2 separate regions of the Hermetia illucens genome follow, and region 1 is linked to region 2. A link is a contact called in public Hi-C data. All regions are on one chromosome and are shown on one strand. The core of a region is the stretch at or near the end of the contact, and the rest is flanking DNA. Distances in the headings are between cores, read along the strand shown. Region 1 holds the start of LOC119656293 (probable peroxisomal membrane protein PEX13). Region 2 holds the start of LOC119653588.

Region 1 (4,790 bases), core at 429-2,928, 130 kb before region 2:
AACGCTTTCGACCTAACTTCAATCGTCATTCTATCCTAATTGCGTAATTTTCGTTCCAAAGTACAAGTGAAATACTCAAAAAAAAGTTACGCCTGAATAGGAAAAATTATGATAATCTTCAAATGACTTCTTTATTCAGAGATAAATCATCAAATGAAAACACGCGATGGGTGATAGCTTATTTAATGAAATTAAATGCGCTATTTCCAGCCAAAGAATCAAATTACATAAAAACAACCCTTTCAAGTCGGTACTCGATAATAATGAACGCAGATGAGGCTATTTTTATGTTTATATTGCATAGGAGGCATCTGATTTTATTGAGCTCAATAAAGTTCTGTATTGACCCCAATGTTCAATAGCTATCGTGTTGGCCGATGAAACCAATCGTCAATGAAATTTCCAAACTATTTTCGCAGGTATTAACTTGATTGTTCACAAGATCCAACGAATTTCAGGCCCAAGGCCAGAAAGTTCAAACAAGCAAACAAAGCCAACATGAAAAAACACAGAGTCAACCTGCTAATCTCGCCAGCAGCTTAAAACGAGATAAGATTAGATCCGTCTATTATTCACAGAAGCGACAAACACTCGGACACATTTTGAGTTCAAATGAGATTAAAAAGTGGCAAAAATCAAAAGCAAACGAGGCTAAATTTGAAGCTGTACTCACACTCTTCAACAGCCGAATTGGACACTGTGCTCAGAAGTTTCATGATCAGATATGGGGCGGTGAAGATGAAACCGAGGAACGCGACAACAGGCCAGGGTGACGGTTTTCTCTTCTGCTGCGGGTCGGTCTGCAAGCCTTTCTGAGCGGCAGCAAAGGCCTCTTTAAAGGCCTCGGATGACGGGTCAATGTTCGAAACTTTCAGCATATACAGGAGTCTGTAATGGGAAGGTTTCGTGATTATTTAAACCAAAATAGGAAGCTATCGGCGTGGCTTACTTCCTATAGATCCAATTCAGTCCTCGAAAGATTGCGAACGTCGACCAGAACTGCGCGAATACGCCCCTTAGTCGGCCAAAATTAGCAGCAACACCAAGGATGGCTCGGAATGAACTTGTCAAAGCGAAAAATGTTGAATCCAACATCGCCGCGATATTTCCTATCGCTCCCACGAGGGATTCAATACTTTGGAATGCGGGCCGGGAGCTCTCCTCTGCGAGCTGGATGAACCTGGTTTCTGGGTCATAGGGATTCATGCCACCGTACCGATTATACGATCCGTATCCTCCGTAACTACCAAATCCACTTCCAAAACCACCATATCCTCCGAGACCTCCACTGCCGTAGCCCCCGTACATTGGGCTATAACTATTGTAACTGTTGTACCCCATGTAAGGACTCCCGCCGCCATAGGAGTAACTATTGGACTGCCCATTTAGGGGAGGCGGCAGCGGAGGAGGCACCGAGCTCACTATTTGATTCGACCGGACATTTCCTAAAGGCGTTTGGATTAGATTCGCAGATCCGCCTGGAATTAAACGAGGTTCCGCTAATACCGGGGATCTAAAGTTGCCGAGATTGTGCGCCATTGATACTTGCAATTTATGCGCGAACAAATATTTATTTTATAGAAACGCCGCGACTAATCCCAGACTCCGGATTTGGTTTCTTTGCTCGGTAAGATCAAATTTACGTCTCGATGGTTTCACTTGTCATTTCAGAACTTTGTACTCCGCGATACAGTTGCACACATACTCAGTTATTGATTCGCTTTCTGTTTGAGGGTGTGCGAAGCAATTCATCCTCAGAACGGTCCCCAATCATTTCCATCAGCTGATTACTGACAGTAGGTTTCGCACAGCCCTGCCGTTGCCCGTCAGATGATATATTTTCGTGTGTGGCACACATTTTGTTTACAAAGTTTCCCGACTCTTACAAGTGAATCACATTTGTTAGGGGCGCGTATTAAGTTACGGTTAGGTTCTTCTCACTACGGTACCGTAAATGGATAATTATGACGTCGAAAGTCTAAGGGAATGGGCACCGTTGACTGATCTGCTGGAAAAAGTCCCGGCTCGCATTCAGAAAGGTATCTTTTCACAGAACCTGAACATAACATCCGTGGCTGCCGTTCCGGAGTTTATTGCCCTCGGGACGGATGCCGGCATCGTCTTTTGGTATAATCGAGCATCCGGGGAAATCCAAAAGCTTCGTAATGAGGTGAGTTCATCTTTTTCATAGAACTTTCCCTTCAAAATTGACGTCAATTGTTATCGCCAGGGAACATCGCCCATTACTTGTCTGCGCGTTGTCTCCTCCGTGGAGTACATGGTGGCCGCCGGAAATTCCTCGGGCCAGGTCAACGTTTTTCAAATACAAAAAGAACTTCCGCCCGATTTGAATTTAGCAGCCCCGCTCACGAAAACGAAACCAATTGAACGCTACACGATCCGAGACCTGCATCGCGGACCGGTTACGTGTTGTGAATGGTCGAAGAACGGCATGAAACTGTTCTCAGGGGACAAGCAAGGAGTTGTTGTTCTAACCGAATTCGACTATCAAGCGGTAAGTGCAAAATTAGATTGTCCGAAATGTGCGTGGCACGTTATCAGACCCGAAAAATAGGTCGTGACATTTGCAAGACAAGAACAGAAAAAAAATTGATAGCGACGTCGATGCATTGATGCAAGCAGTTAGCTACGTGGTTGTTGCCTTGGCAAATTCGAAACGATAAATATTCTGGCTGGCAAGGCGCCAGGGGCGGACTTCAGGCAATCCACACTAATTGTGTAGTTGGAGTTGGCAGCACGCGACAATGACGGGCGCCTTGAGATTAAGCCAGGAAATGAACAGAATGTTTCCTATTGGATATTTTGCATTATTTTCCTGCATTACTACTTTTACGTCACTTATGTTGTGGCTAATTTACAAATGATTCTGTTTCCTTTATAGGCTCACAATGTCATGTCGAAGAGATAAGAAAATTAAAAGCCAGGGTACAGTGCCGACAATTCTTCTATATTTTCAAAGTTGAACTCGAAAGTTAACCATTTTTTGTCGAATAAGTAGTTGCACTTCATTGTGCCAAATTAAAACTTTTTCAGCGCCACGATACGTTGAGTCAATATACACTTCGAGACAAGAGTATAAGATATGGAACAAATATTAGAGAACTTAACTGACAATAATAATTAATTTCCTTTATTAGATTGGCTACTTTTACCTCAATACTAATAGAACTACTAATAGAAAGTGTAAAAAATTTAATAAAAAAAAACGTAAGTAGAATTGGTAGCCGGATAGGATAGACCTCAATAGTGAGCTCTGCCTTAGTTGCTAAGCACTTCACACATCCGCTTTGGCAAGGACAAGTACATATATCTGATATAATTTTGGTCGTGTTGTCCTTTGGCAAAAACTAATTTATCCTTTTCGATTATTTTCAAGTCCGGCAATCGCACTGATCATGGAAGAACGTTATGTTTTTGATCGCGCAAATATCGGCGGTGTGAAAAATATAATTCCTCTCCTCAATTTTAGCAGCGTGATCTGTTGGCTGATCGGAGGAATGTAATGTAACGAAAACCTACCATTCAATCCACTAAAAATACGTCATGTGTTTCCCCATTGAATCCATTTCCTGCCCATGTCATGATTCCATTGTCGTCTATTTATCCGCAAATCATTCTGTTGTAAATCAGAAGAGCACCTAACTAGAATTGTTGTCGCGTTTTTTTGGCGATTGTATGTGCTCTCTATTAGAATCGGTCAATTTTCTGTCTGTCTCACGGACTTTTCTTAGTAACGGTTACGCCTAATAATAGAAAGATTGGAACTGTAAACCCTCACACATTAGGTGAATTACATTGTTCCATATTCGAAAGTTTACTATTATTAACAAAGTTGTAGTAAGTCAAATTTGCCCCATTCGCGTCAAATTACTACTCCCTAAGAAATAAAATGTCAGTACCACATCGAATTGAACAGTGGCGGGGCCAGACCTAAATTTAATGTAGGCAAGGCACATTCCGCGAGGCCCTCTGATTTATAAAATAAAAAAAAAACATTTGAAATAGATAAATGTTTACTCATAAAGTATCAATACTATATTCAACGTATATACAGTTCGAGCTAGGTATAAATCAAGAAAGCTGCAAATAGGAGATTCCTCTCCCGGGGCAGTGCTTGAATTTGTATGATGGACAAAATCATGTTTGACCTTCTTCGGTACTTGCGCAAGAAAAACTCCAAGCATTGATTCTTGTGTTCGTGGCGTGTATGTGATGCTATGCATTGGTGTGCGCCACATGGTTGTTGTTTATGGCTTGTCACACGGGATGGGGAAACACACCCAAGAAAACCATCGAGGCGCCATTGACACACCGATACACCAATGCATGAACCACAAGGGCCACCGACAAGTTGGCTACCTCTTCCCTACCCGACTAGGAACTGGCATTTCGTATCTCTTAGACACTTGATTTGTTCCAACTGTGTTTAGTCTTCTCGGTATAAATGGAACCATCGTGTAGAGAAATATTCTTACATAACAAATCAACAAAATCCTTCATACCTGAAGCGCCTGAGCTTCCAGTTTCCGATTTGTTTTTTTTTCTGTGGATGCAACCAATAGAGTGGTCCGTTTTTCCCACCCGGTTAGATATGTACATAGTATAGCCATAAGTTCTGTCAGTCGATGCGCATAGCGAGAAATGTTAGGCCACCGAAACGTGTAACACTGCGCACTGCGACTTTCTGGTTCCGAAGGTCAGTAGCGCCTGAACGACAACACGATGAATTTCGGTAACTACGAAAAATGAATCACGATTATTGCGTTGTA
Region 2 (4,543 bases), core at 1,098-3,597:
CTTCCAGGTGAAGAGAGTGCGAATTGCGGTAGCCGTTAGAAGCAACTCGACACCGGATTCGCGTCTCGCACCACTTGACTTTCCAGTGTACAAAAGCACATTACCATAAGTGTAACAAGAGGGATTACTCCGCTTAAGCTCAGAATGTCCAGCGAGCATTTGGAGGGCCCTCGCTAGCGTTGCCGAGGAACGTGCGGGCATTCCAGGAACCAATCATTGTCGGTTTTCGATAACAATGGGTGTTCGACGTAAGGTCAGTCCCTATCCGAGTCTCGAAATTTGCAAGTTGGGGATGGAGTAGTGACCTACCCCGTTCAGTGTTTTTTTACGGCAAGCAGATTAGACTTTAGAGTATATTTTTAGGCCCAAACTCACAGGCCACAAAGAAGAAGTAGGGATTATTTAAACAGGTATAATTTCAGTTGCGTTGCTTCATCGCAAGATGTTTTGTGAAAAAATGCAAGGTCGACGACGGTTTTATTATAGACATTAGCCATAAACTAAACAATGCTCTTTTAGCGGCGTCCACATGAATAATTTTAAGAACTAATGAGAAAGAACGAAATCTTCTCTACTCACCGGTACGCCTGCCAAAGTAGTCACCATATCTGAACGCAAGCTGCAAGTAAAAACCAATAACTGCCTAGCGGTCTCACGAATAGCCCACATATTGCTTTCTCTTCCTGGCGATGTCCCCACCAGTCACCAAATTAGAAGTCAATGCATGCTCTTGAGCAGCATCTAGGGTTTAATGTTAGATTTGAAAGTTTTTGCTCTTTATTCTGTTATTTGTCACTTAGCAGACTCAAATAAAAAGTTCTCACTTAAGGTAACAAGGGTGTGAAGTGCGATAAAACAATTTTATATTTCCATTAAAACTCTAGAGCAATAAAACCCAAATAGACATAAAACACTCATTTCTCGTCTTTCACGTACACCTTCGATTTAGAGAAGTTTCGTATTGTGTTCTCCAAATCGATCAAAGCCTTTTCAATTTCCATTTTTCTGTTACGTATTCGCAGTGTTTCCCCACTCATCGGCATCCGATTGAGCTCGTTGACAAGCTGTCGGAATTCTGAAAATGGAGACTTAGCAAGCGAATAAAAACAAGACAAATGACCACTTACTATTTTCAGCTGCTGTAAGCGCAGCTTTCCGATCATCCTCGCTGAGGACATAGTGTCCGGCGGGGCAGTTGGGGTCTTTCTCCATTTCACGTATTCGCTGTAATTCTTTCTCGCGTTTTTCACGTTCGAGATATTTTGGAATTCGGATTTCCCTACGACCTGGAAAGGGGTACATGCCCAAATATTAGTCTCAGCAAAAGAACGAAATGTGCTGGAGAAACGTGAACTCACTTCGTAGATCTGATCGGTTGGAGATCCTTTGTTGGCCTTTGTTATTATTGCCGTCGTCGAGAAGCTTCTCGTCCAAATCGTGCCTTGAGTGCGATTTACGTAAAATGGGCTCCTGCGTTTCCGACAAATGATTGTCATCGTTTATTTGCGATAAGTCTACGTTCAGGTTGTTTTCGTAGGATAGGGTCATGCGCTGAATTGGAAGAAAGCAAGTAGTTTTGAATTGTTATTAAACTTTCAAAGGATCTAACACGTTGTGATACCAAACAAATCGTAAAGGTGGATATGACACGAGAAGCGAAAGCTCTGTCTTCATATTCTTACCTCGAGATGAGGAATATCATCAATGGTGTCGCTAATAAAGTTCCCGTTTCCTAGGTCTCCGTGGTCCCTTTGGTTTCTAGTCGAGCACCTGTCCGAACAGAAAACGTTAGAAGATCATTCCCCAAGCAAATCGTTCTGGGACTCACCGTCTCAAGGCATCAGCAAGGAATGCTTCGTCGTCAATATCATCAGTTTGAATGCTTTTATCACAATTCACAGATCTTCTCCGGGATGGAGGTTGCACACTAGCCATTGAGCTTTCTGTCTGCTTCGAGGCGCAAGAACATCCTGAGGGGATGCGATGAGCAGGTATCGAACGCGAACGCACCGGCGCTTGTGGCTGCCGCACATGCGAGCGCCTTGTACCAAATTCATCTTGTTCACTATTTTCTCCCCGTGGACATGAAAATCTCTGCACGGCTCTTAACTTTTGCTTATTTTCCCTGATAAAATCACGTTTTGGAGGTGGCTCTACAACGAATCGGTTACAAATGGGAATGTAGATCTCAGATTGAATGATTTGGAACTTACTCGGCAATGGAAACACTCCCTTTAGGGTGGGTAGGTTTTTGATTGACATCACAGATTGCAAATCGAAATTACATTGGTCAAAATTAAGGCACAGAAGTAAACTTTATTGAGCAAAGAATGCACATTCGTCACAAGTAGTCCATAAACAATACAACTTGACGGAAAGTAAACAAATCGTTTTCTTATCAAATTTGTATTCGTTCAATGCTGAGACATAAATTAGGGTGCGTACTGAAATAAGAAGATGTCGGTTAAATGATAAATTTGAATAGATTTGTTTGCCGGGTATAATGCAAATAATCTTTTCATATGTTACATAAAAACATAAAAGACATTAATTAATAGTTCATTTTTGCCTGGTCGCACATACAAGAGTATGGATGGCTGTGTATCCAGAAAACTTATTGCTTCAAACCAGACTCCCATGGAAAAGCTACTCATGGTTGCATTGCTGCTGTTTAATTGTAAAAATAAAATTCAAGTATGAGCTCTTCGAAAGTTTCCTCATTTATCACTAAGGAGCAGTAGAGATGTATTGATGGCATTTCTAATGCTATTCAATAAAACATTACCTTTGTTGCAGATGCATGACTGATATATAATTTGTGCACGTTTAAATAAATCTTTGTATTTGTATATTAATTACTTATTTTACATTTTTGTTATTTTTACAAAAATAATACGCCGCACATAGGGGTGTTTGTCCCAAAATTCCGGACAAAATTATTTTCTGATCTAAAATAACTTATAACTACAAATAATTGTATTGAGGCAAATACAACAAAGAAAGATACAAAGCTCTCAAATAAAATGACAGTTTTTACGAAAATTTGTTTATTTTCCATTTTAAATAAGAAAAAACTGTATTTTACAAGAAAAAAATTTTAAATAAGAAAAAATCATATTCCAATACAATTATTATTATTATTTCGATGGCGATAACTACAGTGCATCCGAAGATTCTTTTACGAGGTCTTCAACAACATCATCATCTACTTTTTCACTCTGCGCTTTAGTGGGCAAAAGCAAGGTTTTGTCCTTTTCAAGTGCAAGCCTCAGCAGCCTCTTCCGACATCATACCAATGAGTAACAAAGCTTTTTCAATCACAATGGGTTTAGTAATATTATATGGAGAGTAGGCGCCATTGGATGCCAAGGATATAGTTCCACATACAATTTACTTGTGTCTGAACAAAAGGATGCGAATTTTTCACTGCTCATTTTGTGACGCTTGATATAGATTCTAAAATCGCTCCGCTTAAATCTTGTTTGCTGCAATCCACCACTACCCCGCTTGTACATTAAAATAAATTTGTTATTTTTTTCACCAACTAAGGGGTGGATGATATCTATCAAAAGCAGTCGCTGAGCAGTATTTTTTAATACATCCTGAAGATTACTTTCTGCACAAGTTACTGTAACTCTATAAAATTTTTCGATGATAGCAATCTTTTTTAACTTTTCGCCAAATTGAATAACATGGATAATAATCAGTGTTTTTATTAAAGCTTCGAATGATTTTGCGGCGGCACATCGAGGCATGAACCACGCCTGCATTGCCGTGGTGAATTCGCCTCCACCGACGCACTCTACTGCCGCTTCCATGGCTAGCGGCTTGATACGAGGCCGGCGCGCACCTCAACTGTTGAATCTTTTCTATAAATAGGCCATTATAGACGGTTGGTTGAGGAGAAGAATATGATCAGTATAATGGTATGTTTTTTAGTGCTTTACTCCTTTTAAGGAGATGGAAGATGACAGAAAGCATAGCAAAGAAAGCTGATTAGAACCAATGTAGCTGGGTCAAACAAGTTGAAGTCTCCAATAACAAATCTCATTGTTTTCAACGGATAATTTACCAACCCGTCGATGATACGAAAAACAAGTGGTCATAGATGACAGCGGATATTTTTACAAGTTAGTTAATCGGTGAGGACAAGAATCATCATCATCAACGGGGCAACAACCGGTATCCGGTCTAGGACTGCCTTAATAAGGAACTCCAGATATCCCGGTTTTGCGCCGAGGTCCACCAATTCGATATCCCTAAAAGCTGTCTGTCGTCCTGGCCTACGCCATCGCTCCATTTTAGGCAAGGTCTGCCTCGTCTTCTTTTTCTACCATAGATATTGCCCTTATAGACTTTCCGGGCGGGATCATCCTCATCCATACGGATTAAATGACCCGCCCACCGTAACCTATTGAGCCGGATTTTATCCACAACCTGACGGTCATGGTATCGTGTGTAGGCTACGGAATCGTCCATTCTCATGTAGGGGGCCAAAAATTCTTCGGAGGATTCTTCTCTCGAACGCGGCCAAGAGTTCGCA

What was found. Hi-C and Micro-C count contacts between places; a contact is called where the count stands out from the background.
Region 1: a Hi-C map of an unstated tissue shows a contact between it and region 2, with 6 times the contacts expected there. The contact joins the promoter of LOC119656293 here to the promoter of LOC119653588 in region 2. A contact is called at or near these places in 2 of 2 Hi-C or Micro-C datasets (an unstated tissue and whole body).

Annotation. Positions count from the first base shown.
Region 1 is chr4:101,192,620-101,197,409 of iHerIll2.2.curated.20191125, reverse strand. LOC119656293 (probable peroxisomal membrane protein PEX13) reads right to left here and starts at 1,678. Exons shown (of 3, transcript XM_038062729.1): 1 at 950-1,678; 2 at 674-888. The coding sequence starts at 1,539. LOC119656292 (WD repeat-containing protein CG11141) reads left to right here and starts at 1,930. Exons shown (of 5, transcript XM_038062728.1): 1 at 1,930-2,170; 2 at 2,231-2,515. The coding sequence starts at 1,955.
Region 2 is chr4:101,063,453-101,067,995 of iHerIll2.2.curated.20191125, reverse strand. LOC119653588 reads right to left here and starts at 2,347. Exons shown (of 6, transcript XM_038058338.1): 1 at 2,214-2,347; 2 at 1,829-2,153; 3 at 1,683-1,770; 4 at 1,359-1,551; 5 at 1,128-1,286; 6 at 842-1,075. The coding sequence starts at 2,262. The coding sequence ends at 915. The region is part of intron 2 of LOC119653587 (dihydroceramide fatty acyl 2-hydroxylase FAH2); the gene reads left to right.